Regions from separate parts of the Sus scrofa genome. Here all the other regions are linked to region 1. A link is a contact called in public Hi-C and HiChIP or PLAC-seq data. All regions are on one chromosome and are shown on one strand. Each heading gives the region's core, a stretch centred on a gene start, on an enhancer-like site or on the middle of the called end of the contact. The rest is flanking DNA. Distances are from core to core; before and after follow the strand shown. Region 1 overlaps GLIS1 (zinc finger protein GLIS1). Region 2 has its middle 97 kb from the start of NDC1. Region 3 has its middle 78 kb from the start of NDC1.

Region 1 (3,795 bases), core at 37-2,536:
CACACACTCCCAGAGCACACTTGGAAACACACTCCTCCGGTAGATGTGTGTGTGTGTGTGTGGTTGGGTTGAGTGAGTGTGCGTGTATATGTGGAGTTTGAGTTTGGGGATTTGTGGTCGTGGCCTGTGCTGGTGTTTAGGGGAGTAGTTTGGGAGTGTGGTTGAGTGTTTGGGTGTGTGTTGAGGGTGCAGTGTGTGTGTGTCAGGTGTATGCTGTAGCAGTGGGTGTTGACTATGTTGGATGTGCATCTGGTCAAGGCACATGTGTGTTTGGAGGAGCGTGTTTGAGAATCTGTTTGCTGTATGTGCACCTGTAGTGGGTATAGGCTGGGTGTGTGTGTGTGTTTAGGTGTGTATGTTGGATGTGCACTGGGTGTGTGTATGTTGGGTGTAGGGTGTGGGAGGAGGGCTCACACTGGCTGGGAGAGAGGAGTATCTAGCCCAGCCCAGGCTGTGATTTGAACCCAGGAGCCTGTAGCCCCCACTGTGTCCCCAAGTTGAGGACCATGTGAGATGTTGGAGAGGGTGTCTGGGAAAATTTCTTGGAGAAAATGAGATTGAGCAGGGCCTGGAGTGGTGACGAGAGCACTGGTGTCCAAGGACATTGCAGGCAGAGGGACCAGGAAGCAGGTCCCCTGGTGTATCCGGGGAAGGGAGTGGAGTATAGGGAGAGAAAGGGCAGCAGGAAGGGAGGCTTGGGCCATGACATGGGGACTCTGAATTGTCAGGCCCGGGTGTAGAGCCTTGATTCTGTGGGCAGAGGACGGAAAGGGTGGAACAGGCAGAGCTCACAAGTGGAAGAGGCCCTCGTGGGGGCAGCACTGCCAATAGCGCTCTGTCAGCGGTGCTCACAGGGTCCCTAAGAAGGGCAGCCCCTTTGTGAGGCATCATGTTGGTCCCCCAGACCCCTGAGCTGCCTGCCGTAAAGTGACTGTGTGACCTGGCATCCTCCCAGCACCCGGGAGGCAGTGGGCAGAGTGGTTACTCCATTTGACAGATCAGGGCCTGGACCAGGGGGAAGAGAGGAAGTAGCCTGAGGCTCCACCCCTCCCCCACCCAGGCGGCTGGAGCACCAGCTGTGAGTGGCCTCCATGCTGGGGACCTGGGGACCCAGGGCTGGGTGTCACTGGGCCACCACAGTTCCCAAAGAGCTGCCTCGTGACGTCCCTAGGCCTCACTGCATTCCCAAGGCGGGCGTTTTGAATTTCTTTGCATGAATATGACATAATCACATGTTTGAAATTTTGCAAAACCAAAAAGAGAACGGATGACTCAAACCACCGCAGAGGAATGTTTTCTTTGGTCTTGTTCCCGTCCATGTGTGACATCGCGCTTAGCACAATGTCTGGCACATAGTAAGTGCTCAGTGAGGAGTGATTTCAAATTCATTGCTGGGATTTTAGAGTGAGAACGGTGCGCAAGCCAAAGGCCAGTCCAGCCTCATCTCGGATGAGGTGCTTCAGGCTCCCAATGGGGTTGTCGAGAGAATTATTGACAGTAATGGGCATTGATACATGTAACACCGTGGCAAAGACATTTCCTGTGATTCTAGATGCGTCATCACAACTGTTTTTTGTAGCCCATCATGAGGATTGTGGTGCAGTCTGCTCAGCTTTGCTCCCCCTGTCAGATATTTCGGTTGTTCCTCATCTTCCACTATTTGTGTTGCATAACAAGAATGTCTGATGAACCATCTTCTTGCATAAAGCTCGTCTGATGTCCAACCTGGGTGGGCGCCCAAAACCGAGATGTCAGAGGGCAGCGGGAACCTGGCTGTGTGTGAGTGGGTGTTCTTTCCAAGCATAGTCAGATCTAACCCTCCAACCCCTGGGTCAAGACTTTCTCTCCCTGAGCCCTCTGTTCCCCCAGCACTACCTCCTTCCTGCCCAGACCTACTGCAGAGAAAGGCCCTGGAAGCTCCCTTGCTAATGCGCTAAGGGCTGGGCTCCCTTTGGTGCTAATGGCTGCAAACATCATCCATGATTTGCAGTGGGTCAGTTCCTGAGCCAGGGTCTGCAGTCTCCACCCAATTTGAGCACGCATGGCTGAAGAAAACTGAATCCTTCCTGAATAAAATTGAACCCAGATTCCCCAAGTTTGGCAAAGGAAACAGAAAACCTTGTGAGGTGGGCTCAGCCTGGTGGCTCTGCCTCCTGTCCCAGAGTTAAGTTGCCTTTTCGGGGTCCCTGGCTGCTCTGCCCCATATCAGTCCCAGGAAGCATAGCTTTCCAGTTGGTGTCATGGCTCAAGATTGGGCCATGAGGGAATTCCCTTGTGCTGGGTTAAGTATCTGGCATCAGCCCTGCAGCAGCCGGGGTCAATGCTGTGGCCAGGGTTCAATCCCTTGCCCAGAAACTTAGGCATGCCACGGGCACAGCCAAAGCAAAGGGGGTGCTTGGGCCGTGACCTTCCCTTAATGCCTCAGAGCTTCTCCTTTGCCCCTTCCTAGATGCGTGACTGGAGCAGGATACTGCTCTGTGACTGTTTACACCTCTGTAATGTGAACAACAACAACAACAACAATAATAATACGCTATCTCATGGAATTATTGTCAGGATTAAAACACTCATAATGTGTAAAGCACTTGAAACAGGGCCCAGTAAATGTTAGCTGCTATTGTTTCAGCTCAAAAATGACTTTACTTTTGCAATCACGTTTCTGATAAGGGACTTGCATCCAGCATATATTAAGAAATCTTAGAGTTCAGTAATGAAAAAGATAGGATTTCCCATCATGGCTCAGCAGAAACGAATCTGACTAGTAACCATAAGGACACCGGTTCGATCCCTGGCCTTGCTCAGTGGGTTAAGGATCCAGCATCTGGTGTTGCTGTGGCTGTGGTGTAGGCCGGCAGCTACAGCTCCAATTCAACCCCTAGCCTGGGAACTTCCATATGCCACGGGTGCAGCCCTAAAAAGACAGAAAAAAATAAATAACCTAAATTAGAAATGGACAAAGGCAATATTCTGTGGTGTTCTATATGGGAAAAGAGTTTGAAAAAGGATGAAGGTGTGTATATGTGTAGCTGAAACACTTTTCTGTACAGCAGAAATTATCACATTGTAAATCAACTATCCTCAATAAAACTTTCTAAAATGGGGGAAATAATGGGCAAAGGACTTAAATAGGCATTTCTCCAAAGAAGATATACAGATGACCAAAAACGCATAAAGAAATACTCTGCATCATTAGCCATCAGGGAGATGCAAATCAGCATCATAATGAGATACCCCCTCACACCTTCTAGGATGGCTGGAATGAAAAAGATGGGCAATAACACGTGTTGACAAGGACGTAGACCAATTGGAACCCTCATGCACTGATGATGGGATGCAGCAGCTGCTTTGGAAAACAGTCTGGCAGTTCCTCAATTAAACATAGACTTACTGTGTGATCTAGCAGTTTGGCTCCTCAGTGTATACCCAAAATAAGTGAAAACATAGGTCTTCACAAAATTTTGTACCTGAATGTTTGTAGCAGCGATATTCATGGTAGCTAAAGAGTGGAAGCAACCTAGAAATAAATGACATGAATAAAATGTGGTGCGTCAATAAAATGGAATATTATTTAGCCATGAAAAAGAATGAGATACTGATCCATGCTCCAAAATGAATGAACCTTGAAAACATGCTAAGCAAGAGCAGCCAGTCACAAAGGACCCCATACTGGATGATCCTAGTTACATGCAGTTTCCAAAATAGGCAGATCTATAGAAATAGAAAGTAGATTCGTGGTTGCCGTGGGTTACGGAGAGGGAGGAATGACTGCTAATGGGTATGGGGTTCTCTTTGGAA
Region 2 (3,444 bases), core at 550-3,049, 160 kb before region 1:
TTTTTTTTTTAATGGCTGTGCCTGAGGCATGTGGAAATTCCCAGTTGAACCCTCACCATAGCAGCAACCTGTTACGCTGCAGTGACAGTGCCCAAAATCTAACCTTCTGTGCCACAAGGGAGTTCCACTTTTTTTTTTTTTTTTTTAAGGAGGCATATGGAGATTCCCAGACTAGGGGTTTAGTTGGAGCTGTAGCTGCCAGCCTACACCACAGTCACAGCAATGCCAGATCGGAGCCAAGTATGTGACCTACACCACAGCTTATGGCAACGCTGGATCCTTAACCTACTGAGTGAGGCCAGGGATTGAACCTGCATCCTCATGGATACTAGTCAGATTCATTAACCGCTGGACCAGGACAGGACCTCCAATTCAACTTGTTTTTAAACTTAAGATTCTAACAATATATCTTTTCCATTCTGTTAAAATTCTTTGTAAATACTTGATAATATATTGCATTTAATTACATTTGTTAAATTATTTTGAATAGGCGATACATTAAAATGGTTCAAAATTCAGAAGACTCAGAATTCTTAGGAAGAGCCTTCCTCTTCTCTTTTCTCCCTGCTCCCTTTGCTGGAGGCAACTAGTAACACTTCCATCCCCATTCCCCCATATTTTGGTCTGACCTCTTAGATATAGTTGATGCGTATATAAATATGTGTATATATATATAAAACTTGCATGTGGATAATGCTTAGAATTTTTCACCTTTTCCCTTAGTATGATGATGCAGTGACTATCTTTTTTTTTTTAAATGGTGTATGTGTGTATGTATGTATGTATGTATGTATGTATTTGAACTACAGACACATCCATTGCCCCCTTCCCATTGACCCACTCCTGTCACACCCAAGGTTGGATGATTGGATTTCAGAAACTGTGCCATGGTGGATGGGCTCAGGTCTTTTAAAAAATTTTTTTAGGAGTTCCAGGAGTTCCTGTCATGGTTCAGTGGAAACGAATCTGATTAGCATCCACGAGGTTGCAGGTTCAATCCCTGGTCTCAGTCAGTGGGTTAAGGATCCGGCGTTGCCGTGAGCTGTGGTGTGGGTCACAGACGTGGCTCAGATCTGGCGTTGCTGTGGCTGTGGTATAGGCTGGCGCCTATAGCTCCAATTTGACCCCCTAGTCTGGGAACCTCTTTATGCCGTGGGTGCAGCCCTACGAAGACAAAAAAAAAAAAAAAAAATTTTTTTTTTAGGAGTTCCTGTTGTGGCTCAGCAGTTAATGAACCTGACTAGTATCCATGAGGATGTGGGTCCTATCCCTGGCCTTGCTCAGTGGGTTAAGGATCTGGCGTTGCTGTGAGCTGTGATGTAGGTCACAGACGTGGCTTAGATCCCTCATTGTTGTGGCTGTAGGCCAGTGGCTTCAGCTCCAATTCGACCTCTAGCCTGGGAACTTCCATATGCCGCGGGTATGACCCTAAAAAGGCAAAACAACAAAAAAGATAAAAATTAATTTTTTTATTGGAGTTTAGTGGATTTACAGTGTTGTGTCAATTTCTGCTGGTAGTGATCCAGTCATACACACACACACACACACACACACACACACACACACACACACTTTTTCTTATACTATCGTCCATCATATTCTATCCCAAAAGATTGGTATAGTTCCTTGTGCTGTACAGTAGAACCTCATTACGTGTCCATTCTAAATGTAATAGTTTACGTCTGTTAGCCCCAACTTCCCATCCATTCCTCTTCTTTCCCCTCCCTCTTGGCAACCACAAGTCTGTTCTCTACATCCGTGAGTCTGTTTTCATTTGTGCAGTGACTCTCTTTATGCAATAATCTTCATTTGCATCTCTGATTGTTTTCTTGGGATAGATTCCCAGAATTGGAAATTACTGAGCCAAAGGCTAGTAACATTTGACACACATATTACCAAATAGCTTTTTAGAGGGTTGCACAAATTTTCACAACTGCGGGCAGTGTCTTCTGGAAACTTACTTCCCTGTATTTTCACCACTGTTTCCAAAGTAATTTCCAAATTTAAAAGTGGAAGTGACATCTGGTTACTGTTTCATTTTACATTTATTCGATTGTTAGTGTGGCAGCATATACTGTGTATTTATTCACAGTTCATAGCTCCTCTTTTGCAAGTTAGTGTTTGTGTTGGGGTCTGAGTATTTTACTTATACATTTTATTTATTTATTTATTGGTCTTTTTTTTTTAAGGGCCGCACTCATAGCATATGGAGGCTCCAGGCTAGGGGTCAAATCGGAGCTGTAGCTGCTGGCCTACACCACAGCCACAGCAACATGGGATCTGAGCTGCATCTGTGACCTACACCGCAGCTCCCGGCAATGCCAGATCCTTAACCCACTGAGCAAGGCCAGGGATGGAACCAGCGTCCTCATGGATGCTAGTCAGATTCGTTTCTGCTGAGCCATGACGGGAACTCCGACTTAAAAATTTTAAAACTTTACATATCTTAAAGTGTTCAATAAATTAAGAGTATTAATATTTTGTTCATATTTATTGCCAGTAATTTTTTTGGTCCTTTTAGGGCTGTACCCGAGGCATATGGAGGTTCCCAGGCTAGAAGTCAAATTGGAGCTGTAGCTGCCAGCCTACACTACAGCCACAGCAACGCCAGATCCGAGCCACATCTTTGATCTATACCACAGCTCACGGCAACGCTGGATCCTTCACCCGCTGAGTGAGGCCAGGGATCGAACCCGAAACCTCATGGTTCCTATTTGGATTCATTTCCGCTAGGTCACGACGGGAACTCCTTTTGCCAATGATATTTTGAGTCTGCTGTTTAAAGAAGTTTTTTAAAAATTTGTTTATTAAAGGAGTTCCTGATGTGGCTCAGAGAGTTCATCGTCTGATAAGAGTGTCCATGAGGATGCGGGTTTGATCCCTGGCCTTGCTTGGTGAGTTAAGGATTTGGTGTTGCTGTGAGCTGTGGCGTAGGTCACAGATGTGGCTCAGATCTTGTGTTGCTGTGGCTGTGGTGTAGGTTGGCAGCTGCAGCTCTGATTTGAACCCCAGCCCAGGAACTTCCATATAACTCAGGTGCAGCCCTAAAAAGGAAAGAAAAAAAAATTTTTTATTATAGTTGATTTACAGTGTTGTGTTAATTTCTGCTGTACATCAAAGTGATCTGGTTTTATATATATATATATATATATATATATATATATGTATATTCATTCTTTTTCTCATATCATCTTCCACCGGATACTATTACAAGAGGTTGGATACTATGTAGCACAGTAGGATAAGCACTTTTTTTTTTTTGATGATTTTGAAATAAAAATTTTAAAATGTTTATGTAGTCTTAATTCTAAGATTTTCTTTTATCATTTCCTTCATTGCTTTTCTTTTGGTCATTTGTCAAGTCCTGTTGGTTGCTATTATTACTATTTTGGGGAGTTGTGTTAGAAACATTCTAAAAATAATTTTTTATTTTCAGCAAAATAA
Region 3 (3,647 bases), core at 977-3,476, 180 kb before region 1:
CTCTTACTCCTTCCTATTCCTTTCCCTCCTGCCTAAAAGTAGTGGTAATCCCCAACTCCAAATCCTCAGACAGAGGCAAGGGCTATCCTATGCAGCCCATGACCCTTGGCCTGTGTGTCATGGGTAGGACTGGCAGACATCCTATACCTATTGGAGGAGGCATCACGGCGGGAGGAAGAGCTCTGGACTGGGAGTCAGGACACCTGGATTCCTGTGCCAGCTCTGCCATACCTCACCATATTGCTGTGGGCCAGTCACATTCTCTCTTCTCTGCACCTGGGGGTGGATCTAACTAAAGCTCTAAGGTCCCTTCTACCAGTACAGCTCTCTAAGTGTAAGATGCTACATTTAATCAAATATAGTGCATCAAATTTTAGGATTCTGTGATTCTAAAATCCCAGTTTTCTGGAGTTCCCGTCTTGGAGCAGCAGAAACGAATCTGACTGGTATCCATGAGGATTCAGGTTCTATCCCTGGCTCAGTGGGTTAAGGATCTGGCATTGCCATGAGCTGTGGTGTAGGTCACAGATATGGCTGGGATCTGGCGTTGCTGTGGTGTAGGCCAGAGGCTACAGCTCCGATTTGACCCCTAGCCTTGGAACCTTCATATGCTGTGGGTGCAGCCCCCCAAAGCAAAAATAAATAAATAAGTACATAATAAATAAAATCCCAGTTTTCCAAGGATCTGAGAGTGCTGCCTGAAGTTTCTTCCTCTGTGTAGAATCCTGTGCTGTGAGACCTGACCTGCTGCCCCATCATATTTTTCCTTTTGAGACCAAGGCCAAAGAGACCTGACCCCTCTCTTCAAAGAGTGTGGAGTCAGGCAGGGCCCTTGGTGGGGCCCAGATCACCAGTCAAGAATGCAGAGTGGGGCAGGCCAACATGAAAAGTAGACACCCTCTCAGGGGTCTGGCTGGAACCTGCCTTGGCAGATAGAGGCGGCCTGAGTGAATGACCCCATTTGATACCGGAAGAAACTGAGGTCCAGAGAAGGGAACTCAGCCACTGCTTCCAATCACCCTCAAGTCTTCTTCTTCCTCCAGTGTTCTTTCTACACATGGGGCAGGGCTCGCTGGGAACCGCTGTCTGTGAGGGGAGCCAGGGAACCCAGGGGAAGCAGGTGCCAGGCCCTGGAGGAACTTAGAGGAGGGGGTCTCAAGGCCCAGGGCTGTAAGGACCTCCTGGGGGCTCGCTAAAAATTGAGGTGCTGGGGTCCTTCCCCCAGACAGAGTCACAGATTCAATTGGGGTATTTTCTGGTTGGGAGCCAGGTTATCTATTTTTATCTTTTCGCTTCCAAATGAGACCCTCTAGCCTGGTTTCTTTTTGGTGAAAAACACACCGTCAAAACAAAAGTGGTCTGCGAGCTCTGGCTTCGGGTCCCACCTTTGCTGCTGACCCGCTGGGAAATCTGTGAGAGCTCTGGAATGAGCGGGTCGGCGTCTGCAGGAAGACGTTGCAAACACTTTCACATCCACGGCCTCCACGTTAGCAGGCTTGGCTGCTCACATCTGACCCGGGCAAAACTGACCCTGGACGGTGGAAGGCTCCTGCCTCAGCTGCTGGGAAAGGCGGAGATGAGGCAGGTCGAGGCCGGCTTTCCTGACACCCAATGCGCCCCATCGCCCCGGCCGGCCCAGCCCGGACGACCGAGCCCTCCCGCTGGCCGCGCCGCCCCGCGGGCCTGCCCTGAGCGGCAGCCAGAGGAGGGGGCCGGGCGGCACCGGGTGCCGCCGACCGCCGCCTGTCAAACTCTCCGCCCTGCCTCACGCCCGGCTGGCCCTCGCCCCCAGGCGCGAAGGCCCGGCCCTCGCGCCGCGATTGGTGTCGGCGAGGCGGCCGCAGCAAGCCATTGGCTGGAGCGGCTGTCAGGCAAGCCTCGGCCCCGCCCCCGCCCGGGGAGCCGCCCCGCTGGACGCGGCGGCTGTGGGGGCTGCGGCGCCGGTGGAGGCGCGCCGAGTCGTGCGCCCCGCGAGCGAGCTGCAGCGGCCGCGGTGAGGTGAGAGGGGGCGAGGTGAGAGGGGGCGCGGCCGGCGGCTCGGGAAAGGGGCGGGCGCCAGGCCCGCCTCGGAGGAGGGTGTCCCGGGGACGGTGGAATTGGGGGGCTTGGGGAAGGGGCGAGGAGCGCGAGCGGAGAGTTTGGGGGGCCCGGGGCACTTTTGCGGGAGGGATAATGGAAGGCCCGAGGCTCTGCGGAGGGGCGCCGGGCGCGCGCGCGTGTGGAGTATGGGAGTGCGGCAGCTAGTGTTGCTGAGAGTCTGAGCGGGTGAATGGGGGTAGTATGTGTGGCGCATCGTGTCCCCGAGTGTGCATTTGCGGGGTGTGTGGTGTGCGTGGGAGCGGGCGCGCCTGGCCTATCGACTTTGTGCGCGTTTTCATGCGCGATCGGTTCATTTTCCCAGCTGCGCGTGGGAGTGTGCGTATCTGGGTGCGTGTGATGGGTTCGCGTCGCGGGAGTGAGCGCCCATCCTCCGACTCCTCTTTTCGCGGCTCGGGGGGCGGTGGTGGTGGTGGGATCTCGGAGGGTCTGTACCCCGGCTGGTGGGTGCGCCGCCCGTCGTCCCGGAGCGCAGCCGGGTCCCGGAGCGCCCACGAGACGAAACGTGCAGCCCGTGACCCATCCGGAGCCGTTTCCGCAGCCTCGCCAGAGCCGTGCCCGGGGCATCTCTGGCCGCCTCCCGGCCCATGTCTCTCGGGTGACGCGCACGGGCGCCCTCCCTTCTCCGAGCCTCAGTTTACCCCTTCGTCCAGAGAGGGCTTGGTGGGGAAGGATTGAGGGGCCGGGCCCTTCGCAAGCCGGGGAAGGACGTGCCAGCGGTTCCCGCGCCCTGGAAGGGGCCTTTACGCGAATTAGGTAGGTCTGTCAGGTTAGCGTGCGTGTGGTGGCGTTAACCCGTTTTCAAGAGGAGGAGAAAACGCAGGGATGGTGACCTGCCCAAACCTCGGCCCCGGGCCTGCCAGGGCACCGCTCGGTTCATTCTAACGCGGCTGTGCTTTCTCCCCTCCGCAGGAGCAGGCGCGACCCCCAGCGGCGCGCCCCGCCCCGGCGCCATGCACTGCGAGGTGGCCGAGGCGCACTCAGACAAGAGGCCGAAGGAGGCCCCCGGCGCTCCGGGCCCCGGCCGGGGGCCCGCTGGCCTCGGCCCGCACATGGCCTTCAGGGTCGCCGTGAGCGGCGGGGGCTGCGGGGATGCGGGTCCGCGAGACCTGCTGCCCCGGCCTCCCGCACCACCGCGAGCCCACGACCTCCTGCGACCCCGGAGTCCCCGAGACTACGGCCCGTCCAAAGCCGCCGCCGCCGCGCCGGGAAGGGTAAGTGTGGCCCCGCCGAAGAGCCCGGCCGCGGGTGTGGAGAGATCCGGGCTGCCTGAAGTTTCCCCCGCAGGCCTTTGTAGGGATTCTCCGGAGAACTTGGTGGAACTTTCTCAGGAGTTCATCAGTTTCTCTAGTTGTTTGGGACTGGCTTGTCTTTCTGAAACCATGACTGTTTAGGAAGCATCTAATTTCAGCTCAATATAAGCCTATCTGGGGGGAGATGCGTGTATAAAAAGCTCAGATTACGTCATTTTGCTTCTGTATGTTTCTGATAAAAGCTGTGTGAAACTTGTCAAAATCTTATTATAAACTAGGATGAGTAGCAACTCCAGC

Evidence for each region. A called contact is a pair of places that touch in the nucleus more often than the background predicts. HiChIP or PLAC-seq counts read pairs in DNA pulled down with a chosen protein or histone mark.
Region 2: a contact with region 1 is called in an H3K27ac HiChIP or PLAC-seq map of alveolar macrophages. The contact joins two enhancer-like sites. A contact is called at or near these places in 2 of 47 Hi-C or Micro-C datasets (embryonic fibroblasts and mesenchymal stem cells) and 1 of 2 datasets of contacts at active chromatin or transcription factors (alveolar macrophages).
Region 3: a Hi-C map of embryonic fibroblasts shows a contact between it and region 1, with 2.5 times the contacts expected there. The contact joins two enhancer-like sites. A contact is called at or near these places in 3 of 47 Hi-C or Micro-C datasets (embryonic fibroblasts and mesenchymal stem cells) and 1 of 2 datasets of contacts at active chromatin or transcription factors (alveolar macrophages).

The regions. Positions count from the first base shown.
Region 1 is chr6:158,715,590-158,719,384 of Sscrofa11.1, forward strand. All of the region lies in intron 2 of GLIS1 (zinc finger protein GLIS1), which reads left to right. Among named protein-coding and RNA genes, the nearest start is that of GLIS1, 45 kb to the left of the region's middle. Within about 2 kb of position 1,287, at least 11 of the 83 cell types and tissues checked have an H3K27ac peak or open chromatin away from gene starts, as enhancers often do. A contact at or near this core is called in alveolar macrophages and embryonic fibroblasts, where this site is marked.
Region 2 is chr6:158,554,267-158,557,710 of Sscrofa11.1, forward strand. No RefSeq gene overlaps it. Among named protein-coding and RNA genes, the nearest start is that of NDC1, 97 kb to the left of the region's middle. Within about 2 kb of position 1,800, at least 2 of the 83 cell types and tissues checked have an H3K27ac peak or open chromatin away from gene starts, as enhancers often do. A contact at or near this core is called in alveolar macrophages, where this site is marked.
Region 3 is chr6:158,534,770-158,538,416 of Sscrofa11.1, forward strand. No RefSeq gene overlaps it. Among named protein-coding and RNA genes, the nearest start is that of NDC1, 78 kb to the left of the region's middle. Within about 2 kb of position 2,227, at least 40 of the 83 cell types and tissues checked have an H3K27ac peak or open chromatin away from gene starts, as enhancers often do. A contact at or near this core is called in alveolar macrophages and embryonic fibroblasts, where this site is marked.